Regions from separate parts of the Mus musculus genome. Here all the other regions are linked to region 4. Evidence: chromatin contacts called from public ChIA-PET and promoter capture Hi-C data. All regions are on one chromosome and are shown on one strand. Each heading gives the region's core, a stretch centred on a gene start, on an enhancer-like site or on the middle of the called end of the contact. The rest is flanking DNA. Distances are from core to core; before and after follow the strand shown.

Region 1 (2,726 bases), core at 116-2,615, 850 kb before region 4:
CTGATTTCCACAGTAAAATATAGCTCCTCACTAGGTCATTTCAAAGTTTCTAGTAATAATTTTTTTTTTTTGAAACATGTAGACCAGACTGGCCTGGAATTCACAGAGATCTGCCTCCCAAGTGCTGGGGTTAAAGGTGTGTGCCGCCATGCTTGGCCGTCTAATGACACTTCTTTGTGGTTAGCATGCTTGAGTGCCACCGTGCTTGGCTCATCTTTCTTATGGGTTCTTGTAGGGCAGTTTTGCTGGTGACAAATGCCCTGTCTCTGTTTACCAGAAAGGAGTTGTTGCCTTCCTCTGGAAGGATGATCTCAGCAGGTGCAGAACTTGAGGGTGATAGACTGCTTTCTCTCAGTTCCCGAAATAATCCACTCCACTCTCTTCCTTGCCTGCCCAGTCCCTGAGCAGTCAGAGGCAATTCTTAGTATTTGGTCTTCTTTCAGGATTGTTTCTTTTTCTTCTATTTCCTGTTATTTAAAAACGTTTTCTTTGGGGGCATTCATCGTGCTTGAAACACCTTGAGCTTCCTGGATCTGTGGTTTTGTGTCTGATGTTACCTTGCAGATGCAGAAATTCTCAGCGGAGTTGTTTTAAATCCCTCCTCCCCCTCTCGTGTCCTTTTGGTGTCCCTGTAACACGTGTTAGCAGCCTGCTGTACTTGTCTCACAGTGCTATTTTTAGTGGTGAGTCCCAGACAGGGTCTCACTGTGTAGCCTTGGCTGGCCTGGAACTCACTCTATAGACCAGGGTAACCTAACTCATAGAGATCCTCCTGCCTCTGCCCCTGGAGTTCTGAGATTGAAGGTGTGCGCCACACCTGGCTGTCTTGTGGTTTTTATTCTCACCTCCTTCTCTGGAACCCTTTCTCCTCGCAGATTGTCAGCATTGGCGGTTTCTCCTGGTGCACCCTTCACTCTGAGACTCTCCTTCGCTGTGTCCACTGAAGGTGCTCCTTGCCTCTGTTAAGTGGTTTTGCTGTGTGGCATTTGCTGTTCAATCTCTCTCTCTCATACATTGCTCATCTGTTCTTACAAGCTGCCAAGCTTCCCATCAGAGTTTTAAATTCCTAGTCCGTTAGAGCCAACATCCCTGTTAAAGCCAAGTCTGGCTCATGCTTACTCCGTCTCATTATTTGAGTTCTAGTCTGTCTTGCAGTTTTTTTCTTCACAGCCAGACATGACTGATCCGTTTCCTATGACTATAACAGGATACCTGCGACTGAGTAATGTATAAAGGAAAGAAGTTCCTTCCAGCTCAAGTTTCCGGAGAGCGGAACGCAATGATCGAGTACCGAATCTGGTGAGGTTTTTCTTGCTTCGCAGTAGAAAGCAGGACAGGATCACACACACAGGAGAATGGAAAGAGTGGGCAGGGCCCCTCATTCCTGCATCGCTGTGCTTTCAGACTTGTTTTTTGTTTTTGTTACAACTAAGATTCTTGTGGGAAACTAGCCACGTCACAAAGCCACTCTTTCTTTTAGGAGACTTAGAGTAAATCTGGCTCCTCATAATGTTGGACTGAGCATGCCCACCAGTGCTTGTAATTATCATATTTCCTTTTTTGAACTATGATCTTAAATTGAACATGCTCAGAAATGTACCAATCACTAATATCCTTTCTCATAAAGATTCCCAAATAAAAAGCCCCCATGCTCCCCTCGGAGAGGCGCCGCTTTGGAGGTGGCTCCAATGCCCCCTTCACTTTCTCCTCCCTTCCCTCCTGGGAGGGCTTCTGGGCTTTGAACTTGCTAAGGTGAGATGCATTTGTGCTGGGTCACATGACCTGCTTGTTGGGTCCTGTTCGGCTAGAGCAGGTACTCATGGGGAACAGCATTTTTACCCTGGGACTCTATGCCTCTGGGACCCACCTCCCAGCAGAGCCACCCTAAGGAATTAAATCCCAACATATAAATTCCTGGAGGCTCATGAAATTGAATACTTTGTCCTCAGTTGGTGACACTGTATGCATGTGTGTGTTGGGGGGCGGGGCGCAGGGGTGGTTGTGGAACCTTAGAAGGTAGAGCCTTGCTGAAAGAAGAGCATCACCAGTGGGGTGGGTTTTCCCTATTTTCAGTTTGCAGCGGAAGGCATTCAACTTCCTGCTTCACTGTCTTCCACCCATGACAGACTCTCCCTCTGGGTCCATGAGCCAAAATAAATGTGTCTGTAAGTTGCTTTGGGTCCCAGTGTCTTATCACCCCAACAAAGGGTAACTGATACAGGCGAACATACTCAAAGTAGTAACTGAGTGAAAGAAACTGTTGCATAGAGGCATTCAGTAACATGGTGGTATGTGCAAGGTGGGGGTTGGGGTGTGGGGCGACGGGGAGGAACACTCCACATTCCCACGATGAGATCTCAGTGGTTTGGTGAGCCTGTGCCCCGGACTCTCAACTTCAGGAGTGCTCTGCAGTATTTGCTGGGGGCGAGGAGTGGAGGAGGGACAGAGTTGTAATTTCCAAGCTCTTTACAGGATGGATAGGAAATGAGACCTTCTACCCTTCATCTTAAATATGTGTGAGTGTGTATGTGTTTACACATACACACACACACAAAGAATGATGATCTCTATTATTGCTGAGGAAGAAAAATACAATTACACCGTGGTAGCTGCACACAAGGAATTCACAAATCCCCCTAGAAAACACACCTGGATGGCCTGTCTCCTCATGCCCCTTGAGGCAGGGGAAGAACTCTATTTCAGACCCTGTTCCTCCATCACCGGAC
Region 2 (2,855 bases), core at 129-2,628, 600 kb before region 4:
GGAGATTGGCTAAAGCAAACAGTCCACCAGGGGGGGACAGGCAACCGTTACAGCTCACATTCTCAAAGCTAAGATGCAGAAATGTGTTTGTTACTTACCTCTGTATTTAAAAAGAACATTTACTAAAGATATGACCAATATTTTCCCAACTTAAGAGCAAAGCTTAGCAGCTGGAAGTGGCTCTGAGGCTGAGAGCCCTTTCTGCCCTTGCAGAGGACCTGAGATCAGCTACCAACACCCTTGTCAGGCAACTCACAACTACCACACTCGAGCTCCAGGGGAACCTACACTGTCTTCTAGACTCCACTTGCACCTGCATTCACACATTCAGATTTCAACACACAGACAATACTCACAGTTAAAAAGAAAATCAAATCTTAAAAGAAAATCTTAAAACAAAAACTTATTTTTATACCTTTTTGCTTTACCTTTGTCACATTTTCAAATGCCCAGGGTAGATATTCATAGTTTTATTGATAACAAAAGAAAAAGAAGCGCTATGTTATCCAAGACATCTTAGGTAAGAGTCTGTCATCATACACACTCAATAACATAGTATGGGAGGAGAGAGAGGTTCACCAAGAGAGGTGCTTGTGCAAAGGCCTGGCTGGCAACCTAAACTTGACCTACAAATGCCCCAAGGAGGAAGGAATGAACTGACTCCCTGGAACTGTCCTCCAACCTCTATAGTAGTGCCATGGCTCAACACTCATGCACACAAATTATTAATTTCAAAGAAACCACAAAGGATTTCTATAAGGCAGCTAGGCAGCCCTTTATTTAACCTATATCCATCACAGGCTTATTTTTGAGATAGTAATACAGTTATCTGTTAATAGAGGAGTTTTCTGTAATACCAAAGAAAAGATGAGAGAGAGCAAATGAATTCAAAGAATCACAGATTTTGAGACTTTCTTAATTAGAAAGTGTAGGAAATAGTAATAAGGTACTTTATTTGCTTAAAATAAAAATGTTCAGTTCATCTCACCAAGACAAAATAAGCAAACAAGGAAAGTAAGCAGAAGGGATTCCTGGTACATTTGTGCAAACAAAATACAAAAGACAACAGGATGCATCCAGCAAGTTATACAAATTTAACAAGGTAGCTAAGATCTGAATATTCACCTTTTTCCAAGCTCACCAATTTGTTGTAAAGATACTCTATCATAAAACTCCTTTAAGGGAAATTCTAGAAAGCAGGAGCCCAGTACCAATCAACTGTGAACCCTGGCCATCTGTTATTGCCGACTGTCTTCTCTGATCACAGTATATACAGACGTGAATATTACACAAGAACTCGAAGACTCAGAGTGAGCAATCCAGCACAGGAGAACCAGGACAGCTCAGTCAAGGGACAAACAATCTGTCAATTACCACAGTTGTTCACTCTGTCAACCACAGAGCCCCAGTTGAACTTCCCAGAGAACTCAGATGACTATCATCTCTGCTCATGGCTACTTCTTTCTTGGCTACTGATAGCTAGTTAATAATAAACTATGAAAATGTCAAACATTGCAAATCTATCATTTCAACAGAAATAAACTTTAAGTTGAAATGAACCTTGAGGTAACAGCTATGGGCATGTTAGCTTGTCCACAGTACATACAGTACAAAGAACTGTCTTGCTGAACTTGAAGATGATTCAGCCTTTTTATTTGCAGAGAATTGTGTCTCATGTTTTCATTTTACATTCATTTGTTCTCATTTACTTCTTGTAACTGTAAAACTTGAAACACTATAAATATTGGTTTATTATTTTGTTAGTGCACGCTAATCTAATTGTTTTAAAATTTTAGTGGCCTTTCTATCTTTGTATTCACACTGCTTGCTTCTCTGTACTTTGGAGACAACCTGCTCAAGGAGAAGCAAATATATATTCTCATTCTATTTACATTGTTTTGGTATCTTCCTGATATCTGTATAGCCTTTATACAGGCAAAAGCATATATATTTGGATATATGTGTAAGTTAAAACTGGAAAAGTATCAGTAATTTATTTTTATTCCAAAAGAAAGCTATTTCCAATAACTGTTATGGTCTAAGAGGTGAGTCGGTCTCCCACTGCCTCCACACTCCCTCACAGGAAGGAGCACTGTGGCTGAGACAGAGGAAAGCCCCACACAAGTGTATGTGGATTACAGCAGCAGACTTTACTCCTCAAAACTGCCATCTAAGTAATGGGGCAGATGATCCAGGTTCAATATTAATGCATTTCTATTCCAGTTAAAGATAGTAGAGGTAGGTCAGGTGGCCAAATAGTCTGTCAATTTCTAAGACACTTGAGAAACAGGATGAGAAATCCTACTGAAAGACAGGGATACTACTGAGTTCATTAAAGACTGAACACACAGAGCAGCTTTAGCAATCCACCTCCTGCAACAATAGTTCCAAGTACTCTGCATAATCCAAACAGAAGGAGAGTGGCAGCATGCTGAGAATAGGTTACATCACAGTGGGCCACTGTGCTCACGACACCCATGCCTTACCTTCTTCTGGAGGACATTGACCTTCCGCTCCTTCACGTCCAGCATGTCCTTGAGGTCATGGATCTCTCCAGCCTGGGTGCCCTTCTCCTCAGCCATATCTTGGATTTGCTTGGTTTTTTTATTCAGCATAGTCTCTTTTTCTTCCAAACGCAATCGAAGAGCATCCACCTGAGAACAAAAGATTACAAACCATGAATGGAACAGAAAGGAGAGGAATAGAATTCCTTGGAATAGTTTTCATATTTTAAAGATACGAAAACTGGGATTTGGGAGAATTAAATTATTTTAAAAATTACAATAAGCAGTGAAATGATAGAACTTAAGCATTCCAAATTCACCATATTCAAAGGATATTAACTAAAAAGCACA
Region 3 (2,858 bases), core at 285-2,784, 910 kb before region 4:
TTGAAACATTGTTGATGACTGTGGCTACACAGGCCTGTGATTGCACTAAGTACCACCTGCCTGTATACACTTTAGATGAATGGACTACACAGGACAGGGGTTATATCTAAACCAAGCTGTGCTCACAGGGATGAAGCTGTTCCCTCCCCTGTAGCTACTGATGCACCAGGAAGTAAGTCAATAGCGGCTGTAGAGCAGAGCCTGCATTTGATCTCCGAATCTTACCACGCCCCCATCCATGAGTTCCCAGCCAAATATAAATAAATATGAATAAATACGCAAATAGGTTAGCAGCCCAGGGTCAGCCTCCTGCCACTGACAGGAGCTGGGCAGGCCAGCTGAGACCTGCGGTTGCAATGAAGTATTGTGTAGGAATAGATATGAACAAGCCACAGATGCATGTAACCACGCTCAAATCTTACCAACAGACCACAGAAAAGCAAGTCACAGCGAACTTAAGTGTAAGCCATACAGAAAAACAAGAAGCTGGTTATCACCGATACCGTGTGTGGGGGTGGGGTGGAGGGGTGGGGGTGTCCTCTCCAGGATGGGACAGGGGACCATGATGAGGAAGAGACCTGGAATTTCTGAGTGCCATGCTGGATAAAGTCACTTCACTATGCCATATATTTGGCTATGCATATATTATGTCCACATGGTGGCTCTGTGCCATTTCCCATGTTCCTGAGTTGTACGTTACACAACAAAAATGTTCAAAAATGAGAAAAAAAAAAGTCCTATTAGTGTGCCTGGTGGAGCTCTGTGAATTTTCTCAGTCTCATAGGGCAGACAAACATCCTTTTCCCTCTGTCTTTTCTCCTTACAAAAAGAATATTCAAGCTCAAAAGGAAATATTAAACAAATGTTTATTAATTTAGAGACAGCCCCATGGCATAGCTATTGGAGGGTGGGGCAAGACAGGGAGCAAACCGGCACACAGACCCCAGCATCCTCTCCACGAACCAGCCTGTTTCCACACCAGGCAGTATGGCTTCCTCATGCCTTGGAAAAAACAGGCTTTGGGCACGCTACTTTCTGTGTCACTTCCATCTTATTTTATTTTTTTGCCGGTGGTCACTCTTTAGTTCATAGATACCTTTCTTCTTTAAACAGGCTTTTTTTTTTTTTTAATTTTAATAGTAAGAGAAGATTAATGCAGCAATGTAAGGAAGACTTTATCAGAAAACCCCAGTCTCTCGAAGGAATCCCCGGATGCTCATCTTCGGTTCAGCTCAATTAACACAGGCTTTCTCTGCCAGCCTTAATTATTTCTCCCAAGGGTCTCTGCTTCTACCCTGCCCCCCATTCCTCCTTCCCGCTTTGCTCAGCGGATCCTCTTAGCCCTTAAGGCACAGCATTCCTTTGTGTGATCTACTTCCTCGACAGTGGGTAGAGACGAAAATTTAAAAAGAAAAGAACCTCCGAGGTGGAGTGGGAAGAGGAGTTACCAGCCCCACCACCTTTTGCAGCGGCCTCTGGAGAACTCAAATGTGTCTCGAGAAGCAGTGCCCTGGGGGTGGGGCGGGAGAGAGGGTGACAGAAGGGAGGAGATTTAAATTCTGGCACTTGCTAGAGATGTTAAAGTAGAAATGCATTTGGCATTCCCGGGGAGGAGCCGGCGGGGGAGGGGGTGTCGGGAAAGCAGGAAGGAGAGGCGCCCAATTGCAGTGCTGGAGGTGGACCCAGAGCTCCATGTACCCAGAAATAGAGAATCCCAGACCACCAGCTTCCAGCGCCACAGAAAAATAAGTGAAGCGCTCCCATTTGCACCAACACAGTGAGAATAAATGCCCCAAAGAAGCCCCCAGACTCCAGGCTGTCCCTCGCTGCTGTGGCCCTGGAAGCGGCAGGTCCTCTTACTTGGAAAAAGCACCGTTTTTCTCCCCAGTTGTCAAGCAAAAGTCCATGCAAGTTTTACTCTGTGCAGAAGATAAAGGATTTTCATCCATTTAAATGATGAATTACAGTCATTTAAAAATGGATGGCCCCTAAGTGAGCGTGGCTTAGGAAATTATTCCCAGGAACCCAGAAGCCAAAGCTTGGAGGGTTGTGGGAAAGGTGTTTAGATGCTTTCATCTTGCAAAATGACTTAGTTGGTCTGCTGTGGAGTTGGGGGGGGGGTGCGGCTATGGGCTGCTTCCATAATCTGCAAACTCCCCAGTTTACAGGGAGGGGAGGGTGTGCAGCGCACACACTGGATCCTCACCGAGGACCATTGGCAGCTTGTCTATACCAGCTCACTGACACAGAAATGCTCCTTGTGCTACCAACTCAACATACTGCTGATTTTGCAAACAGGAGCATAGTTGAATGGGACTTGGAGAAGGGCCAGTGAGATAGCTCGGCAGGTAAAGGGGTCTCACGTGCGGCCCAACGACTTGATCCTCAGGACCCACACTGTGGAGAGAACACACTCTTAGAAGTTATGCTCTGGCCGGGCGGTGGTGGCGCACGCCTTTAATCCCAGCACTTGGGAGGCAGAGACAGGCGGATTTCTGAGTTCGAGACCAGCCAGGTCTACAAAGTGAGTTCCAGGACAGCCAAGACTATACAGAGAAACCCTGTCTTGAAAAAACAAAAACAAAAAAAAAAGAAGTTATGCTCTGACCACCACGTCTCTCCCTCTCTCTCTCCTGCTTGACTCATTGATAGTTTTTGCAGCATGAATATAGGCTCTGCTGGAACACAGACTCCCAAGGCTTTTGACTTTTCCTCTCTGTTCTCTCATATATAGTGTGTGTTGTTATATGTATTATAGCTATAGTGATCATTTTACTAAATTCACATTTCTGGCTATATGCAGTTTTTGGAAAGACGTTACTCTGTTTTCCAAACAACTATATAGAGTATATGTGTTT
Region 4 (2,752 bases), core at 99-2,598:
ATTCATCATACCTTCCTATGTCCATTTTTTCTCTGTATATCACTTTTTCCCTTTTTTCTTTAAGCAAGAAATGGAGACTATACTGGAGTTACAGCTCAGGACACATTTACCTAATATGTTCAAGGACTTGGGTTCAATTTCTAGTACAGAAAGTAATTGAACAAACTAGCCTGAGTCCATTTCCTTGCATTCCTGATCCTGACTAGCAGAATAGAACCTTTATTTATGAGTCAGCGTTTTACCTGATAGCCACCCCCCCACTCCAACCCCCCCAGCCTTTGATTACTTAATGTGTGAATTTGTAGATGAATGTATGTGGACCTGGCGTGAAGGTGAGGTCAGCTTTCAGTTCTCTCCTTTAACCATGGGGTTCCAGGAATCAAACTTAGGATTTCAAGCTTGGTGGCAAGTGCCCTTCACAGCTGAGCCACTGTTCTGGCCCTTACCCCGTATTCTTGACCATTCTGGAACTCGATAAGTGTACCATGTGGCCTTATGGTGCTCTTTCTACATCTCCTTCCCCAGAATTGAGTTTATAGTCCTGAGCCACCACACAGGGATTTTCCTTACTTACAAGGTCTCCCGTAGCCTAATCAGGCCTCAAATTCATATGCAGCTCGAACTGCCCCTAAAGCATCTACCTTCATCACCATAAAGGTATATGGATGTGGAGGGCACAGGATAACTTTGGAGCCGGTTCTTGCCTTCAACCTTGTAGAGTCAGGCTTAGACGCATAAAGGAACTGTAGGACCGTATACCAGAAACGTGGCTTTTTTTTTTTTTAAACCAGCCATTGCTGATCGGAACTCTATGCGTGTGCAACTATGCCCGGCCTTCCAAGTAGAGGTTTCTGACAAGGTGACCAGTTTCATACCAAACTGAAATGGGTTGGTTACAAAGCAAGCGTTTTCAGGCCCTGCTTACTACTCAAATACGGTTTCGGGATGGCTGCCAACAGCTAGACTAGCAAGGCCAGGCCCTCTATGGGTAGGTTCCCAGTGTCGTGAGAAAAAGCAAGTCGCAGCTGGTGGTGAAGGCCGGCCCATGTAATGACGGAATTGGGCTGAAACCTATTGGTCACGGAGAAGCGAGAAACCCGTACGAAGGCGACCGAGCGAAACGAGTTGTACAAGACTAGCATTCGAAAGAAGGAAACGGAGACGCGGAAACTCGGCCAAGAGTTCGTCACTTGTCCAAACCTAGACAACGATGTTAAAAACAGGTCTCGGAGAACGAACAAACCCGGCCGACTAGCCACGGAGGGGCCCACCTTGCGTTCGTGTCCCCACCCCCGACACAAAGAGGAACCGGAAGCCCCTTACCGGAAGCAGTACCTCTGCTCTCCGAGGCATTACACATTCCTCCGCGCGCCGGAAGCGCGCGTTCCACCTTGCGGGGTAGCTTTTCCCTCGCCTCTCCTCGAGAGAGGTCGCGGCGCCTTGAGGGGCCGCGCACCCGGGGTGGACGGAGGGCGCAGAACTTTGACAGGCAAGCTGTGAGAAAACAAAAAACCAAAATAAAACAAAAAAGCTCCGCCGGCCGTCATGGAAGGGAGCGAGGAGAGAAGACCCGACTAGACGTGGCGGCGGTGGGATTTTGTTTCCTGCGGTGGCGGACTGATTTAGCAGCACGTTAACTTCCGGGAGCGTCCTGCCCCTGAGAGGAAAAGCCCTGAAGGAAACAATAACAAACGAGCGGAGGGAGAGCGGCTGGCGCTCCTGTGAGGACTCGTTCTCGTCCTAAGAAGATGCGCTGCGGCCCCAGTGCGGGGACGTGAGAGGGCTTTGGTGGCCGTCAGCCAAGCCTTTCCTCGCTTGTGCACCTCAGGCCCCCCTGGCTTTTTATTTTATTTTTTGGTGACCATGGCGTCCGTGGGCCCGGGGGGCTACGCGGCGGAGTTCGTGCCACCGCCCGAGTGCCCGGTCTTTGAGCCCAGTTGGGAGGAGTTCACAGACCCGCTGAGTTTTATCGGGCGCATCCGGCCCTTTGCGGAGAAAACGGGCATCTGCAAAATCCGGCCACCCAAGGTAGCGTCGCCTGAGGGCGGGGACGGGGGGCGTGCTGGGGCGGCGGGACGGTCCTCCTCCTCCCCGTGGCTTTCCTCTTTGGGGGTCTTCCGTGCTCTCCGGGGGCCCCTCCCTCCTCTCTTGGTGTCCCGAGGCCACTTTTGAGGATGTTTTTTGCCCTGGTTTCTGAACGCAGTTTCACGTCCACTTTGACATTTTATTTGATCGCGTGTGAGTGTGTGTGTGTGTGTGTGTGTGTGTGTGTGAGAGAGAGAGAGAGAGAGAGAGAGAGAGAGAGACAGACAGACAGAGAGACAGACAGACAGAGAGAGGGAGAGAGGGGAGGAGAGCGAGAGAGCGCTCGCGGAGGGGTCAGAGGACATTTTGTAGGAGTCGATTCTCTTCCTGCGTTGTGGGGGTTGTGGGTCTCCGGGCTCGAACTCAAGATTGTCAGGCTTTGGCCTGACGACTGGGCCATCGCATCGCTTCTCAGGTCCCCCTTCAAAAGACAGAAAGAGGTGTCTCTGGGACCTTTTCCTTCCCAGAACTTATTGGGCACGGATATTGTAGTGTGGATTGGAGGTAAGGATAACAAAAGGCTTCAGGCCCTTCCTAGGGAAAGGCGTTTGAAGTGTCCTGTCATCAGCTCACGCACCATCTTTCTGTTTGCGTGTTAAAAAAAACCCCACTAATGTCGACCGTTTTTGTGTCCAAGCCTACTGATGTTCAGTTTATCAAACCTTTG
Region 5 (2,700 bases), core at 179-2,678, 780 kb before region 4:
AATCATGTAATTCCAGGATCATCTCCAGGATTTTTATTCTTAGAACACAATATTTGTTAATCATGTACTGGATGAATGCTTTTCAAGGTTAGATTGCCATTATTTGTATAATTTGGTTTCAAAGGTTGAAAAGAAATTAAGGACCAGGGCACTTGCCTAGCACGCCCAAGGCCCTGGGTTCCATTTAAAGGTTCATCCTCCCCCAAGTCAAACCTAAGACCAAATAAAGAGCTCCTCTGTCACAGCACTGAAAACACAGCAGCCCTGAGTCATGAGTGAAATCAAACACTGAGGAGTCAAACTCTGGATCTCCCGGTCTCTGTCCCTTTCCTGTCCTTCCCACCCTACCGGAGCCAGGCAAACATCTAATCACAAAAGTAAGAGGCTTATACATGTTGGAGTCAAAGCATAGTGATTCTGAAATCTCAACTTACAGCCTAGAGGGAGCATGGTGATCCCTGGTTCCAGACTCTACCTTACAGGTGAGACAAAGGCCTGAAGCGGTATGGTGGAAGGGTGCTAGGCTGGTGAACATACTCACTCCAGGAAACTTAGCATGCATCACCCAGAGGCCAGCCTGGGTCAGAAGTCAGACCTACAGTTTCCAGATGCATGCACACTCTATCTGCAAGTGTTGCTAAGATACTAAATGTCTTACTCTCTGACCTACTTAGAGCCAGACACGTCTAAAATGCTTTCCTGTCTAGGACATTTGTCCCTAGGTGAGATAATCTGTGTCCCCTCTGTGATACTGTGCCACTAACAACTCCCAGGTCCGTCTCTCTCATGGGAGTCTGTCTTGCTAGAGTGCTCTCTTCTGAATGTGTGTAGAGACCGAGACGACAGGAGGAGCACAGCAACACTCATGACTAAGAAAGAGAAAACTGGGAAAAGAAGAAACTCCACAGAGTATTCGCACTGCTTGGCTGGTGTCCTATGCACTCATTTTGAAGGGCCAAGAGAATGGGAATCACTTCCTATAAAGGTAGGTCCCTAGAACACTCAAGGAACTGTGGCATACTGTCACCTTCGAACAACAAGCCAGTCGGCCCTGGTGGCGTACTGAACAGAAGCATCGTCCTGAGGCAAGGGGCAGACAGTCACAAGGACATGTTGCAAAACGTGACATCTGTTTTATATGGGCTTGCAGTGGCATGGCCTAAACAAACACTGCCAACTATCTAGAATTCTAAAAGTCTTGTTTGGCAGTACCTCAGATTGTCTTTCAATCATCTGCTAAGTGAAATGAACTGAGACTTGCACACCATTTTCAAAATGTAAGGAAACCTGCCTCCTGCTAAAGACATCTATCACAACAATAGTAATATTCTGGGGAGCACAGACCCAGGCAGGGTGGCTGGCCAGCCCCATGTGTTTAGTTTGGCTCACAGAAACAAAGACTGTCAAAAGGGAAAGGATGAAGCCTCCCCTCCTGCCCCTCCCCCCAAACCAAACAATGGATTAGGAAATCCAATGCTGAAGCTGCCAGGGTGGTAAGAATAAGGCCTTGTTGCAGCTGAGCTGTAAGTGCAGAACCCATGAGGCCCACTCCATGTCCAGCTGATGTCTCTGGCCAAGTGAAGGGAAGAGAGAGGGGAGTGTTGCAGCCACTGTGGCATGTGCACAACACACCTAGTCCCAGAACTGTGCTTCCCAACATGTGGGATCCCACGTTAGTGTCAGTGATAGGCAAAGACTGAAAAGGCTCCCGTGGTCACCCTGCTGAGTTTCCCTCTAATTTTAGTGCAAGCCTGATATATTATCCCAATGGCTACTCCTAGAGAAAGTGACATGATGATCCTTTAGTGGGGTACAAACTCCTGGTTCAGTAAAACAGAATCATGGGAGGTGTCTATAATGACCAACCTTTGTTGTCAGGAGGGTTTTCTAAGTGGTCCCTGAATGAACATGGCCATTCATGGATGATCATGTATAGTGGTGAGACATAAGTATCACACACTGATAGAGAATGCCTGTGTCTGACTCAGCTGGCACGGAGATAGATGTGGGTAGGGTTGCATGTTACTAATTTTTGCATGTGGAAGGGAAGAAAGTATGGGATATGATTTGAAAGCTCCTTAAGGGGCTGAAAGAAAAATATTCCTATAATCTCTTAAATCTCAGACTTTTGAAGTTTTGTCACAGGTCAAGAAAGATAGGATAGAAACTCCAGGGATAGTTCCAGTCTAATCTGGCTCAATGAATACTTAAGGCTCTCCATGCTATGAGCACACTTCCCTGAGAAACATGATGAAGCCACGGCATTCAGACCTCCAGCATACTCACAGAGCTTTGGCCTAACCCGAGAAGACAATGCAAGCATGTGTAGGAGAACAGACATAGCTTTTCTTCTACAGTCTCCTTCTAGGGAGCCAGACACAGAGAAGGTGTGCTTGGCCTTCATGAGAAGTGCAGGGAGGGATTCAGCTGCATAGGCAAGGGGAGACTGGGAAACCCTGGAATTATCCTTCTGCATGTAACCTTAGTAGGCCAGTCCAAACAAACCAGAGCCCAGATAAGGCTGCATGTGGCCCTGAGCAATTATCCCCAGTGTCTGTGGACCACCGCCTATGGCTGCATGACACTTCATAGGACTTACGGCAGAACACCAGGGTCCTTCTGTCCCATAGGGAACAAGTGAAGGGGTTAAATAAACTCTCCAATTCTCCTTATTATTCATCCACTCTCCCCTTGTCTCTA

What was found. Promoter capture Hi-C pulls out the DNA fragments that hold promoters and counts their contacts. ChIA-PET counts read pairs in DNA pulled down with a chosen protein or histone mark.
Region 1: a contact with region 4 is called in an RNA polymerase II ChIA-PET map of memory CD8 T cells, with 28 read pairs. The contact joins the enhancer-like site here to the promoter of Kdm5a in region 4. A contact is called at or near these places in 10 of 39 promoter capture datasets (the C10 cell line, cranial neural crest, embryonic stem cells and 6 more), 11 of 115 datasets of contacts at active chromatin or transcription factors (the 230-238 cell line, T-cell acute lymphoblastic leukemia, bone marrow-derived macrophages and 7 more) and 3 of 9 other capture datasets (embryonic tail, embryonic trunk and pancreatic islet).
Region 2: a contact with region 4 is called in a promoter capture Hi-C map of liver, with 2.6 times the contacts expected there. The contact joins the enhancer-like site here to the promoter of Kdm5a in region 4. A contact is called at or near these places in 4 of 39 promoter capture datasets (the 3T3-L1 cell line, the C10 cell line, hippocampal neurons and 1 more), 2 of 115 datasets of contacts at active chromatin or transcription factors (large pre-B cells and stem cell-derived neural progenitor cells) and 1 of 9 other capture datasets (embryonic tail).
Region 3: a contact with region 4 is called in a promoter capture Hi-C map of cranial neural crest. The contact joins the enhancer-like site here to the promoter of Kdm5a in region 4. A contact is called at or near these places in 4 of 39 promoter capture datasets (cranial neural crest, hippocampal neurons, liver and 1 more), 6 of 115 datasets of contacts at active chromatin or transcription factors (astrocytes, embryonic midbrain, embryonic stem cells and 2 more) and 1 of 9 other capture datasets (embryonic tail).
Region 5: a contact with region 4 is called in a promoter capture Hi-C map of hippocampal neurons, with 3 times the contacts expected there. The contact joins the enhancer-like site here to the promoter of Kdm5a in region 4. A contact is called at or near these places in 2 of 39 promoter capture datasets (the 3T3-L1 cell line and hippocampal neurons) and 3 of 115 datasets of contacts at active chromatin or transcription factors (embryonic forebrain, large pre-B cells and pro-B cells).

The regions. Positions count from the first base shown.
Region 1 is chr6:119,508,521-119,511,246 of GRCm38.p6, forward strand. The region is part of intron 1 of Wnt5b (wingless-type MMTV integration site family, member 5B); the gene reads right to left. Among named protein-coding and RNA genes, the nearest start is that of Gm30690, 8.1 kb to the right of the region's middle. Within about 2 kb of position 1,366, at least 48 of the 459 cell types and tissues checked have an H3K27ac peak or open chromatin away from gene starts, as enhancers often do. A contact at or near this core is called in the 230-238 cell line, T-cell acute lymphoblastic leukemia, memory CD8 T cells and 1 more, where this site is marked.
Region 2 is chr6:119,758,658-119,761,512 of GRCm38.p6, forward strand. It overlaps Erc1 (ELKS/RAB6-interacting/CAST family member 1), which reads right to left. Exons shown (of 21, transcript NM_053204.2): 9 at 2,487-2,654. Among named protein-coding and RNA genes, the nearest start is that of Erc1, 88 kb to the right of the region's middle. Within about 2 kb of position 1,379, at least 7 of the 459 cell types and tissues checked have an H3K27ac peak or open chromatin away from gene starts, as enhancers often do. A contact at or near this core is called in liver, where this site is marked.
Region 3 is chr6:119,450,782-119,453,639 of GRCm38.p6, forward strand. The region is part of intron 1 of Wnt5b (wingless-type MMTV integration site family, member 5B); the gene reads right to left. Among named protein-coding and RNA genes, the nearest start is that of Gm40397, 15 kb to the right of the region's middle. Within about 2 kb of position 1,535, at least 99 of the 459 cell types and tissues checked have an H3K27ac peak or open chromatin away from gene starts, as enhancers often do. A contact at or near this core is called in embryonic tail and hippocampal neurons, where this site is marked.
Region 4 is chr6:120,362,751-120,365,502 of GRCm38.p6, forward strand. Kdm5a (lysine (K)-specific demethylase 5A) reads left to right here and starts at 1,349. Exons shown (of 28, transcript NM_145997.2): 1 at 1,349-2,028. The coding sequence starts at 1,864. It also overlaps a transcript of Ccdc77 not described here.
Region 5 is chr6:119,584,728-119,587,427 of GRCm38.p6, forward strand. All of the region lies in intron 20 of Erc1 (ELKS/RAB6-interacting/CAST family member 1), which reads right to left. Among named protein-coding and RNA genes, the nearest start is that of Wnt5b, 42 kb to the left of the region's middle. Within about 2 kb of position 1,429, at least 59 of the 459 cell types and tissues checked have an H3K27ac peak or open chromatin away from gene starts, as enhancers often do. A contact at or near this core is called in embryonic forebrain, where this site is marked.